2 separate regions of the Mus musculus genome follow, and region 2 is linked to region 1. Evidence: chromatin contacts called from public HiChIP or PLAC-seq data. All regions are on one chromosome and are shown on one strand. Each heading gives the region's core, a stretch centred on a gene start, on an enhancer-like site or on the middle of the called end of the contact. The rest is flanking DNA. Distances are from core to core; before and after follow the strand shown.

Region 1 (6,917 bases), core at 1,653-4,152:
AACATGGAAATGACTCGAAAGATTAACTTCTTGATGCGAAAGAACCGTGCAGACCCATGGCTGGGCTGCTGAGGCTTGGGGCTAAGCACCCACACTAGTTATATGTCCAAATTCCTTTCTTTATCCAGCCAAGTTCTGTTACTTTTCTCCACAATAAACTCCATCACAGGTGAAAAAAAAAATGTTAGAACCTAGAGGGGAAACCCCCACTCAATTCCCGATTTGGTGTGCACCCAAAAAATCACGAAGGACCACCTTGATGTAATTACACGAGGTCGTTTAATTACGGAGCTCCGGACCAACATGCATCCCACATAGGAGATAGCCACGAGGCTCGAAAGCTAGGGGTTTTTATGGGGTAAGGGGCTTAGGTGTGTGGAATTCAGCATAGCGATACACTATTGGCTTATTCAAACATCAGCAGAAAAATTACATGTACTTGTAGGATGTCAGAGTTCTGTGAGTTGTTGACTCAGTTCAGATAGCCCTGTTATGTCCTCACATTCCCCTTTATCTTATGGTTAAGCTGTTCCCAGGAATGTTTTAACTACGGGGCATACCCAGGTTTGTTTTTCTTTTTTCTCAGCCCCAGGCAGCCTCTAGGCTCACAAACAACCAGCAATTTCTGAGTACTTTATATGACTTACAGGTCTTGAAATTTCATCTTTCTTTCACAAACCAACAAACAAAAAAAAGAAGTCAGTCATAGATTTAAGCTGATTGTGTCTACATATTTCAAACTTAGGGCAGCCAATAAACAGTGCGTTCACAGCACTATCAAAAGTTCTTAAATCTCATATATATACATATGTATATATATATATACACATATATAATATATATAATAATATATACATATATATATTTAAAAGTCTAATATTGCTTAGGTAGCAGAATTGAAGGGAAAGTCAAACTAGAGTTGGGGTATCGCACCTGTGCCTGTTTATTTTGCACTAGCAGCGGGTAGTTCGTATTCTTATCACTAGACATTTTAAATTAATTTCTTTTTAAAAGATCTATTTATTTATGTGTATTTTCGTAGGTCTAAGTGTACGTAAGTGCACCACGTAAGTCATCAAAGTCATCAGATCCCATGAACTAGAGTTACGGGGTGAGGGGTTGTGAGCTGCCCCCGCGATGGTGATGGAAGAGAATGTGTGTACTCTGCAAGAGCGGTAAGTGCTCTTAACCACTGAGCCATCTCTCCACCCCTCTTATAAGCTAATTTCTATTCAGTAATAACGATTTATATTAGCCAAGGCACTCTATTATTACGCCACGAACATTTTAGTAAACCTATGTGCTTATTTATTAAAGTTATTGTTAAATTAGAGGCTTTTAAATTTTTTTTTTTTAAACTCTTTCATAGCCTAATTTTTAGGTTCTTTTCCGGAGAGCCTTATTTGTTTTGATTTTGTCTATCTATTTGATTAAGCTACTTATCTCAGGCGAGACGTGAGCTCAGGGTATGCCTGCCAAAGCTGGACTTCCGGTCCCACCCTCATCCCCGGCTTCCCGGTGCCCAGCTCCAATTGGAGATTGACTGAAACCCCACTCTAGAGCAGACCTAAGCACTTAAAGCTCTGCTCCATGGTTTTAAGACCTTTAGTAGACAGGACACAGGTCAGGTAACACAGCCTGCCACATTGAAAAAGAGGAGTCTGAAGGAACGGACGCCGCACAGAGAACAAGTGTGCGCCTGCGCGCTGGCCACTACCTGATTCGTGCAGGGGCCTGGCAATCCCAGCGAGGGGAGGGGCAGCCTGGAGAAAGCCACGGGCAGGAATTGCACCCTGACTGACAGGCAGAGCTCCGCCCTCCGCTTTTCTTGTTCCCGCCCCTCAGCCAGCTGTCTGTCAATTGGCGGATTCTCCTGTCAGTCAGCCTCGGAACTCCTCAGAGGGACGAACGCCGGCGGTGGCCTCAGAGCCGCGGGATTCTGGACCATGAGTGCAGGCGAAACCTTCAGGACCAGCGAGGCTTTCTAGGCTCAGCCCGTGAGACCCCATATCCCCTAAATTAGATTCGGACCCCCTCAGCGTGACACGCGCGCGCGCGCTCACACGCACACACCCGGTCACCTCAGCTTCTCGGGAACTCCAAACGCCCTTTGGCTGAGTGAGGTCCCAAATGCACTTGTGCGGAACCAACCCAGCCTCTGCCTGAGGAACCTGGGTAGCTCGCCTCAGAGAGACTAAGTTTCCAGACAGGAAACCTGGACTCTCAGCGTAGAGACTCTCCTAAGCCCCAAAGACCCCAGACGCCCTCGGTCTCGAGGACCTGTCTGTCACTCCAGATTGGCTTCCAGAGATCCTAAATGCTCTCGTCCCGCAGGACCCTAAATACCTCCGACGTGACAAATCCCAACTCTTCGTGACATAATCGTCAAATCTCGTCAGACTGCGAGTCTCCAAACCTTATTTCACAGCCTGAAAGACTCCTCTAGCCTACGAACCCAATTCCTTCAATCTGATGCACCCCACTCCTCAGCCCGAGGTCCCCAAAGTTAAAATCTCAGCCAGAGCGTTCCTACATTTTCACCAGAGGGACTTCAATCCCTTGTACTCGGGATTCCCGAATCCATTTACCTGAAAACATCTTTCAGACCCTGGCTGACTCCTTGGTCCAGATGAAGAGCAAGTGGGAATGGGGTGGGGGGGGACACCGGTTGGCGGGAGGAATCTTCCTTCCTTGCTGTCGCAGGTCCTGACCCGGACGGAGGGTCGGTGCCTAGGTTTAGGGCTCAGTCCAGAATCCTTGCTCCTGCACCAGAGTACTAGACCTCGGAGTCCGAAGAAGCTGCCTGTGTTGGCTGCATGGATTCCCAGCCCCTAGCTCCTTCCCATGTGCTGGTGGGCATCTCTGATCGCCTAAGGCCCTTAGTTACCTCTTCATCCATAGGACCATAGGACCCTGGACCTCTCCAGTGAAATGTCCTGCACCATGAACACCAACAAGCTGGAAGAAAATAGTCCTGAAGAAGATACAGGGAAATTCGAGTGGAAACCCAAGGTAGTACGAAGTTATCCTTGAGTCAGGAGGATCATGGGGTGGGCAGAGGCAAACAGCCTTGAGTACCAATACCATATTGATTTTTCCTATGACAAGAAGGTGGGTCCCGATATGTGAGAGAGGAAAGGCTCATTAGCAACTGCTCTGTCAGCATGAACATCCAGTGTTTGCTTAAAGAAGGTTCTGGGAATGGGAGGATAACCTTGGTCACTGAGACCACATTCCAGGGTCCCAAGCCCGGCCCAGCATGTTCCGTTTTTTGTTTTTATTTTTTTTCCCCCAGGTCAAAGATGAATTCAAAGACATTTCCATATACTTCTCCAAAGAAGAATGGGCAGAGATGGGAGAGTGGGAGAAAATTCGCTATAGAAATGTGAAAAGGAACTATAAAATGCTGATTTCAATAGGTAACAAGAAGTCTTCGGTTGAACCAGTCTAGATTAAAAAAATAAAATCTCAGTTCCCATGTTCCCATGTTATGTTAGGGTCTTCCCAGGTATCTACAGTGGTACAGTTCCCAATGGAGACAAGTTTAGAGGAAACGTGTGTGTGTGTGTGTGTGTCTGTGTGTCCAGGACTAAATGTTAGCACTGGCCCTGTAGAGATCTCATCTCCACACCCAGAGCCTACCTGGCCTTGTGATACATTTGTTCCATCCTCTAGGGCCTTTTTAAGAGGAATATTTTGCTGCTTTTCAGGTCTCAGAGCCCCTAGACCAGCTTTCATGTGTTACCAAAGGCAAGCAATGAAACCCCAAATAAATGACAGTGAGGATTCTGATGAAGAGTGGACACCTAAGCAACAAGGTGAGGAGAGGCTAGGAGAGTTTAGAAGTGAGGTGAGGGGGCAGGAGAATTTAGAAGTACCCATCGGAAACCAAGCCAGATTTAGGTTCCATAATGTCTCAGAACCAACTTCTGAAAACTGGGTGTTTCAGAATCAAGGGTCAGCAAACAAACAAGATGCAATGCAAAATTAATAGTAAGAATCTATTCCTGTACATTTTAAAATATGTGAAAACTATATGCTATTTATAAATATAATAAATATGAAATATATACAAATCTGGGCATGAACAAGAAATATCAAACCCAAAGTAGCTAGGATAAGCACCTTACCTAGTCTGTAGCCTGCGTGCTTATTATTAATCATGTAAATATGACCATGGTTGTGCAAATGTCTCTTCAAGATCTTATTTTCACTCTTTATATGTACATAAAGAAATCTAAATCATAAAGTAATTCTATTTTAATTTTTTTTTTTGAGACAGGGTTTCTCTGTGTAGCCCTGGCTTTCCTGGAACTCACTCTGTAGACCAGGCTGGCCTTGAACTCAGAAATCTGCCTGTCTCTGCCCCCCAAGTGCTGGGATTAAAGGCATGGGCCACCACGCCCAGCTCTATTTTAATTTTTGAGGGACTTACTATTTCTGGTAGCTGTGCCATTTTATATTCCCATCAAAGGTGGTCATTCAAGCATTCCAATTTGTCCTCATCCTTGCCATTACTTCTTATGATATATCACTGGGACTTTAATTTTCATTTCCCTGATAACTAATTGTGTTGAACACTTTTTTCTATGCTTGTTGGCCACTTAAATATCTGGAGAAATGTGTGCTCGTTGCATTAATTAGGTAGCTAAAGAGCTGTCAACAAAATATCATGTGCTAAATTTTTAAGCAGAAATATATTTCTTACAGTTCTAGAGGCTAGAAATCCAAAATGGGAGTGCTGCCTTGTCAGGTTTCAACAATGGCTTCTCCTTTGTGTATAAGAGATCTCCACTGTGTATTCACATGAACTATGTGTGTTCATGTGTAGAACACATTTAGCCTTTCATAGGATCTCTACCTATGAAAGAACTAATTCAATTATGGGGCCACACTCTTCAGGTGTCATCTTGTTATGATTAGCTTCTAATAGCTTCATCTCCAAATATGTTAGGAAATAGAACTTGAATACAAAAATATAAGTTGATTTGATAAAAACGAACTTGAGTCTAATCACCTATTTTTGACTTACTTTATATTGATGTTGTGGTTGTTGAGTATTCTAGATACCAACCCCTTAATATATATACACTTTGCAGATATTTTCTTCTATTATTTAGGTTACCCTTTTCATTCCATTGTTTTGTTTGACGTTTTTAAGATTAATGTAATCCTACTTCTCTGTTTTTGCCTTTTTTTTTTTTTTTTTTTTTTTTGGTTTTTCGAGACAGGGTCTCTCTGTATAGCCCTGGCTGTCCTGGAACTCACTTTGTAGACCAGGCTGGCCTCGAACTCAGAAATCCGCCTGACTCTGCCTCCCGAGTGCTGGGATTAAAGGCATGCGCCACCACGCCCGGCAGTTTTTGCTTAATTTTTTGGTGTTATACCAAGAAAATTAATTATGTTTGCAATGTTATGCAGATTTTAGTCTTTCTTCTAATGTTTCATAGTTCCGTGCCTTGGATATAACAACTTAAAACATGTTGTTATCTTAGATTTTGTTCTTTTTCAAGATTCTCTTGGCTATTCTGATTCCCTTAAGATCCTATATTAATCTATATCCTATATTAATCCTTTATTAATTATTTTTAATGCAGTAAAACACAGCATTGGCATTTTGATAGGGAACATGTTTAATCTATACATCATTTGAGGTAATATAAACTTTTATAACTTTGTCTTATAAACCATGAACAAATCTTTTGCGTCCTTTACTTTCCTACTAAATATTTTATTATTTTAATCATTGTAGATGTGATTTTTTTTTTAAATTTCCTTCCTGGATTGTTTATTGTGGGTGTATAAAAACACAACTGATTTTTTTTTTAACTTTTTAAAAAAATATTTATTTATTTATTTATTTATTTATTTATTTATTTATTTATTTTATGTATATGAGTACACTGTAGCTGTACAGATGGTTGTGAGCCTTCATAAGGTTGTTGGGAATTGAATTTAGGACTTCTGATTGCTCTGGTCAACCCTGCTCGCTCAGTCCATGCTCTCTCAGGCCCAAAGATTTATTATTATTATAAATAAGTACACTGTAGCTGTCTTTAGATGCACCAGAAGAGGGCATCTGATCTCACTACAGGTGGTTATAAGCCACCACCATGTGGTTGCTGGGATTTGAACATAGAATCTTCAGAAGAGCAGTCAGTGCTCTTACCCGCTGAGCCATCTTGCCAGCCCCACACTGATTTTTAAAATTAATTTTATATCCTGCAATTTTTAGTATAATCTTTTTATTTATTTTTATTATTTATTTATTTATTTGTTTGTTTTTGGTTTTTCTAGACAGGGTTTCTCTGTGTAGCCCTGGCTGTCCTGGAGCTCACTCTGTAAACCAGGCTGGCCTCGAACTCAGAAATTCACCTGCCTCTGCCTCCCAAGTGCTGGGATTAAAGGTGTACACCAACACACCCAGCTCTTTTAGTGGAATCTTAAGGGATTTCTGTGTATAAGACAATGTAATTTGTAAAAAGAATAATTTATTTCTTTATTTCCAAGTTAGATGATTTGTATGTGTATGTATGCGTGTTTGTGTGTGTGTGTATATATATGTATATATATGCCTACTTATTCTAACCAGGGCTTCAGGTATTATGTTGAGTAGAAATAGCAAGAATGAGAATCCTTGCATGTCTCTTGTGATCCTAGAGGAAAGAATTCCAATATTTCACTATTAAAACTGACACTGAAAATTACCTCTTACCGAATGACCTTTTTGTGTGTATATGTATATAATATCTCCTTGTTCCTGTTTTATTCAGTGTTTTCTTTGTCACAGGCTGATTTACTTATTTACTTAAAAATAAATGTATTGGATAGCGTATAAACATAAAACAAAGATAAGATGAGTTTTGTCTAATTGGATAAGCTTAAATAAAAACACCAATGCCCCCCAATAGAATGAT
Region 2 (6,917 bases), core at 1,266-3,765, 120 kb before region 1:
TCTGCTGGAATGGTGGAGGCATGTAGCTTAACAACACTCAGTGGAACAGGGTGGCAGGATCTTTTAAAACTCAAATTGCCTTACTTGTTGTGTGTGTCTGTGTGTGTGTGTGTGTGTGTGTGTGTGTGTCTGTGTGTGTGTCTGTGTGTGTGTGTTTGTGTGTATACAACTTTAAGGACCTGATTCTTTCCTCCTTCTGTGGGCTCCAGGGATGGAACTCAGTATCCAGGAATACACAGCAAGAACTTCTATCCACTCAGCTATCTGGCTGGTCCCCAAATGGCAAGTTCAGTTGAAAAGGAGCTAAGAGTAGCGTGTTTCCCTGACTAGCCTCTAGTGTGAGAAAGCACACAAGGCTCCTGACCTCGGAGCAAAGGCACTGGAAATGAAGCATGCTGCTTGAAAGTGGACAAAGAAGCATTAGCCAGCCTGACCTCCCCAACTGCTTATCGCCAGAAAAAGATACCTAAACTCAGATTCGGTGGGGGGCAGAGGGCTGTATGAACAGTTGGGTTTTATCGGTGTCTTTTTTTTGTTTCTTTTGAAAACAAACAAGCAAGAATTTACAGTAATATTCCTTGCAATAAGGAGTCTCAAAAATGGGTTGCCTTCATCTTTGCTTTTTAAAACTACAGTACATAATCGAGAAGATCCATAAACCACACAGAAAAGCCTGCCAACAATTGATATTTGTTTTAAGTATTTTGTTTTGTTTGGTAAATATTGCATGTCTGTGTTGGCATTGTTTATGGCCCCTGTAGCTCCAGGATAGGATGTGTGTGTTTGTGCTCCTAGTCACTCCCCAACTCTACATTTGGCAGAATCATGTTTGTAGTTTTAAACTGGTCGTGTAGGAGAAATTTACTGCAGAGATTATCAAATGGGGCCACTTGGGCCTATTTCTTTCTGGAAAGCTGACTGTTAAACATTTATCCTGCAAGATGTGTCACTGCAAAGTGTGTCTGGGGTAGGTCCTTTACACGTGCATATGTACTGAAGTCCTAACCCCCTCTACCTCAGAATGTGACTCTCTGTGGAATAATTACCTTGAAAAGGTAATTAAGTTTAAATGATGTCCTTAGGGTAGATCTTAATATAGGATGAGCTGTTGTCCTTTTGAGAATTGAGCCCTGGACACTGATGTAGAGAAAAGACCCCAGGATGACCCAGGGCAACAGCCATCTAGTACCAAGAACAAAGCCTAAAGGGCCCCACCCTAATGATTTTGGACTTCTAGGTTCTAGAAACCAGGGGGATAAACTTCAGTTTTGTAACCAGCCCATCTGTGATACTCTGTTAGGGCAGCCATAGTAGCTGATTACTGTTAAGTGTCCCAAGGTGGCTGAAATTGCTCCAGAAGTTATCAAAGCAAAGCATTTGATCTTTTGAGTGTCTATACCACCACCACCCAACCGAGTTTCATATTGTTAACACTTACTTAAGTATACCATAAAGACCACCTTCCCTAGGAAATAAACAAAATGATAGAACATTTTCTGCACCTGATGGAGCCTCATTGTTACAGTGGAAGAGCAAGATAATAAGTTTAAGGTATATCGATGACAGCTTCCTATGAATTTCTTAGTCAGTCAGTGGGGTGACATTCCAAGTTCCCTTTTTATTTTTTAGGACTTTTAAAATAAATATTTATTTAGATTGCCCTTGAGAAGAAGCAAGTACTGTGAATCTGCTGGTCCTTGCCTAGTGTCTGATCTTCACGTTTTAAAGTTCCCTGTGGTTTGATGTAGAATATTGTTTAACAAGGAAAAGACAGAACTGGTCTGGAACGGATTCATGCCTTACACGAATGGAATGCTACCATAGAATGTAACCTGTGTTGCTGTGGTATGAATATACCCCCAAATTTATATGCTAAGATATAGTCACAGATACAGATCATATACAAAGGTGATTAAGTCATAAGGGGAGAATCCTATGGAAGGGAATAAGGCTTCAAAGAGAGACTGGGGGACTAGGATAGCTCTCTGCAGTCTTCCAGTGTTCTCTGCATTCCCCGGTGTGCCATCTCCACTGACAGAACAGCATGGTTTTTCCACCAGCCACTCAGCCATTGTCTTAGAAGTCTTGCAAATTCCTTCAAGAATCCGGAGTCCTGCTGTGCAATGGTAGTGCACACCTTTAATCCCAGTACTCAGGAGGTAGAGGCAGGCAGAGTTCTGAGTTCAAAGCCAGGCTGATCGACAGACAGGACAATCCGGGCTACACAGAGAAGCTGTCTCAAAAAAATAAAATAGATTTAAAAAGTGAATCTTGAGTTCTTTTTCTTTTTCTTTTTTCTTTTTCTTTTTTTTTGCTTTGTTTTTTTTGTTTTGTTTTGTTTTTGTTTTTTGAGACAGGGTTTCTCTGCTGTCCAGGAACTCACTTTGTAGACCAGGCTGGCCTCAAACTCAGAAATCCTCCTGCCTCTGCCTCCCAAGTGCTGGGATTAAAGGCGTGCACCACCACCACCCGCTGGAATCATGAGTTCTAAGGAGAATTGATCACCACAATGAAGAAAGCATTCGGTGTGAATGTGAGGCTTTGTTCTGAGTTTGCCCCTGGGCTGATCATTGAGTCTCTCTGCTCTTGGGTTCCTGGCTCTGCAAAGTGGAGGTGGAAGATACCGGTGATTGAGTTCCTCACAATCCTAGAATATGATGGTCTCAGGTTCTAGCTGGTGCCTAGGCCTTCTCTCACCTGTCCAACACCAGAGACAGAGGTCCAAGTTCACAAGCTGGCAATGCTGTGCACAGGAGGAGATGTTTGCTGACTCAGCGCTCCGCATTGTCTTTGGCTTGGAAAACATGTTTCATCTGTTCCCATTGTTACATTAATCTCTGGCCAGGAACACGGGGGACCTCAACCTTGTCTTGCCTATCTGAAGTAAACAACTTAAAGGACATGCTTGGTTTCGTTGGAAAACTGACACTGACGGTCTGATTTTAAAAATCTGAGTTGTGGTTTATGAATCAAGCAGAAATCTGGCACATGGTAAGCATTAGTTTTTGCCCCTTGTGGATGTGTTAAAACCAGTCTTTAAAGTAATGATCTTATTAAATGTGAGTTGCAATTTAATTTTTAAAGTTGTTAAATGAATGAATGAATGAATGAATGAAGAGTTGAATTTTGGGATGGAAGTGATTTATGTTGAGAGTTTTAAAATTCTGATTTCTGGTAGACTAAAGCAACCACAATAACAGTAACAGAAACACTTTTTAAAAAGAAAAAAAACAACAACACTCAGGTGTACATGCAGATAATCATGAACTTGGAAATTTCTGCTCCTCCCCCTCCAAAAATGTGTTTTACATTTAAATATTCTGAATAATATAATGTGATCCCCACTCTGAAGTTATAAAGAAGGGAATATGAAAACCAGAAGCAGTAAAGAGGTATGATTGTTGGTTTGTGGCTCTTAGGAAGCTAACGAGCTCCCGAAGCCCCAGCAGCCTCCTGGGTGCAGCTCTCAGAATGCCAGTGGTCCCTCTGTGCTAACCTACCACTGCTTCCACACCCTACGAATGGAAATAGCGGAGAGAAAGATGGAAATGTGAAGGTGTTGTCTATACTGTCTGTGCAATTGCCCAACAAATGCAAGGCCGAAATTAACAAGTTAGTTTCCTATTTTGTTTTATGATCTTTGTCTTTTCCCTACATTTCAGATTCCTGCATGCTTCACTCAGCCATACTTGTGACTTTATAGTCACCTACCTGACCACCTTACACAAATTCTGAAATCCCTGACTCTCACTTTTTTCTGGGGTCTGGAATGAGATTTTACCAAACACTATTTTGAGTTTTCCACTTGAATTTTCTGCACATAAGATTTATTGTGTTTAAGAAGAAACTCATTACCGTCTCTCAAAACCCCTCTTCATACTATCTCCACCTCTATTTTAAAAAGCAGCTGTATGCCAGCATGTTACCAAGTGGATTACTGTAGCCATTGTTATCCACTCTGTGTCTGGTCACTTGTTACTATTCTCTGAGGCCCGATCTCGCTATGGAGTTCTGGCTGTTCTGGGACTCAATAAGTGACCAGGCTGGCCTTAAACTTAGAGATCCTCCTGCCTCTGCCTCCCAAGTACTGGGACTAAAGGCCTGTACCAACCTGCCCAACTCTAACTCCTCTAAAATGTAATCCGAATGTTTCTAAAAGCTGCCACCTTCCATGTTATTTGTTTCATACACTCATTTCTTTTTTCCTCTTTATTTTCTAGTACTTAATCCCTATGAGGAGACAAAGGGTGTTTTGTTGCTGTTCATCCTGAAAATGGACAGTTCTTAATGAGATTTGCTTAGATATGCTTAAAAACACAACAGTTTTTTGTTTGTTTGGTTGGTTGGTTGTTGGTTCTTTGGTTGGTTAGTTGGTTTTGGTTTTAAAGATATTGTGGGTAGTAAGGACACAAGAGTTGGTAGAAACCCCTGCCCCGATGCATCTGTTTAACTCTCGACTGTAAGGAATGGTGTGCTAACCACAATGTTTACCCAGGCCCACCTGGCTGACCTAGTTTGCTAGAGAAGAACTTTAACAGAGAAACGGCCTTCCTGTCCATCCCACATCTCTTCCCGTCTATCTGCTTGTCATTGCAGCTTCCCCCTCCTCAGCAGTGACTGAGGCCAGTAAGAAAAGCTGTCTTCTTTGCTTAAACAACTGAAAATCTGTATGGAAGCTGCGACTCAAACTTGGTATGGCTAATAGGATATTTCACAATTTATACTGACAGCTTTAATTCCTCTTTGCAGCCTTCCTGCCCCAGGCTTGAGGTTTTATCACACAAAAGCCAGCAGAGGATTACTGCACAAAAGAAGCTACCCCGAAAAGGACAGTGATTATCTTTGAGACTCCAAGCTGACTTTCTTGACCCCTGTAGAAAGATAATTGTCTTGCAAACCTGAGGAGTGAAAAGGTTTCACCCATGTCTTTCTGCTTGCATTTAACATATCAAAAGCTAGGGTTGAACTTTCACACCAACACCCAGTTCACACGAATTCTTAATAATCACTCTACACTAAGCAAGTTATAGCTGAAACTGAAGTTTCACACACAAGAAAACTTTCATTATTAGAAAGGTATTTTTGACATATTTACTCTTTGTTTTAAATATACTATTCGTAGTATACTAAGCTGTGAGGTTTTTTTTTTTTTTTTTTTTTTTTTTTAAGCCTCGAGCTTTTCAAAAGACAGAATTCAATGAGGTAAAAGAAAACAAGTTAATTCCACTGCTTGAGGGAAATGGGGAGGGTGGGGGTGGGGCTTAGAGAGACTATCAAGGAATTGGAGGTGCTTGAATTCTTGATATGGGGTAGAATTGATCAGAGTGAAATACCTTACATTGTAGAATAGAGTTGTATACTGATATTAGAAAAAGCTGAAAACAGAAGTGACTGAATTAGGAAGAAAGTGTAAAGTCACCAAGACATTGAATGAGAGATAGGAATGGGTTGGTCACAAAATGTTTGTATTGTGATAAATCATAAGCCCAAAGTAGGCACATAAACAGTGTGAGACCAACGTGGCTGTAACTTTTAGTAGTAAGCTGATGGACTAAGCTAAGAAATGCTTCGTCCTGATAATGATATAAGAACAGGAAATACAAATGAAGTCACCGGTGACCAATGCTAGAGCAATCTGGAGGCCATGAGTTATCACCCAGAGAAAAAGACTACAGCAATGGATCATGGGTGTGGAAGTGAAGGCTGTAGAGATGTTGTTCAAGGAAGATGCATACATACTAAACAGTCCATGCAGGGCTGCTGTGAAAATATACTGCATTTCTAAAAAGCACTCCAGTACCCAGTTACATCTGAACTAACTACCAAGGTTGTGTTCACAGACAATAGAAGTTCATCTTCACGTTGCTTCATCCAAACTTCGAGGACAGCAAATATATCAGGCTGAGACTTTCCTGGGCTGCATTAATTTTTTTTTCTTTCTTTGCCTCTCCTAGTGGGAGATACTCACAAAACAGAAGAGAGGGCAAATGGAGACACATCGCTGTCACTGTACATTTAAGTACACAAGTAGCCATGTGTTCTGTGTCTTGTGTTTCTCCAGCAAGCCTTCCCTAACCACACTACACATGCTCATTCACTCTCGCTTTAGCGGATCACGAACCAGCATGTGTGAGACCATGGCATAATGAAGCCTCTGGAAAATGCCTACCAATGGAAGTGGTGTGACTAAATGGCCTGGGTTTTAACAAAGACCTACAAGGACTGATTGCTGCAGTAATTAGGGATAAGGATTGCCAATGGTATACATGAAGCCAAGTCCAAAGTCAGAAAGTGGATTCTTGTCCTTGGTGGAGATTTGCTCTCCTCCCTGCCCATTTAGAAGTCTGAGATGACAGACTTTTCTTCCTGGAGGAAGAATGAGGTTTAAAAGATGGTGTAGAAGCAGACACACCAACCAGTGGACCTGGGTCAAGGCATCTATTGTCATTGGAGATTGTGGTTATGCTAGTCTGGGTACTACTCTTAGTACTCTAAGGAGGTAGCTATAGCCATCAGAGCAGCCATCATCTTGGCTAAGCTCTGAACAGTGCCTGTGTAGAAAAGTCACAGGGGAAACAAGATTACTGAAGCTCTTTAGCATTCCATGAAAGGTGATAGGCTGCTGATATGCCTCACGCCAAATCCAGATGCCCCCAAAGCCACTGCTATTGGTAGATACTGATGCCTGCCATGCTTCAGCCATTTGGGGGCTCCCCCCCCAAAAACGTAAAGATTAGAACTATTCTATGACCCTGCAGTATCACTTCTGGATATTTATCCAGAAAAGTAGAAATAATTTAAGTACTCCTCTGTTCACTTCCGCAACATCCAAAATAACCAAAACAGTAAAAGAGCCTAACTGGCCATTGGCGAATGAATATATTAAGTAGATGTGCTATGCATACAGTAAATATTTT

The links. HiChIP or PLAC-seq counts read pairs in DNA pulled down with a chosen protein or histone mark.
Region 2: a contact with region 1 is called in an H3K4me3 HiChIP or PLAC-seq map of embryonic stem cells, with 14 read pairs. The contact joins the enhancer-like site here to the promoter of Prdm9 in region 1. A contact is called at or near these places in 9 of 39 promoter capture datasets (the 3T3-L1 cell line, the C10 cell line, the HPC-7 cell line and 5 more), 1 of 484 Hi-C or Micro-C datasets (pre-hematopoietic stem cells), 6 of 115 datasets of contacts at active chromatin or transcription factors (bone marrow-derived macrophages, embryonic stem cells, extraembryonic endoderm stem cells and 2 more) and 2 of 9 other capture datasets (adipose tissue and liver).

Annotation. Positions count from the first base shown.
Region 1 is chr17:15,559,316-15,566,232 of GRCm38.p6, reverse strand. Prdm9 (PR domain containing 9) reads left to right here and starts at 2,902. Exons shown (of 10, transcript NM_144809.3): 1 at 2,902-3,012; 2 at 3,296-3,419; 3 at 3,711-3,818. The coding sequence starts at 2,944. It also overlaps the pseudogene Gm6686.
Region 2 is chr17:15,676,044-15,682,960 of GRCm38.p6, reverse strand. No RefSeq gene overlaps it. Among named protein-coding and RNA genes, the nearest start is that of Chd1, 25 kb to the left of the region's middle. Within about 2 kb of position 2,515, at least 5 of the 459 cell types and tissues checked have an H3K27ac peak or open chromatin away from gene starts, as enhancers often do. A contact at or near this core is called in embryonic stem cells and extraembryonic endoderm stem cells, where this site is marked.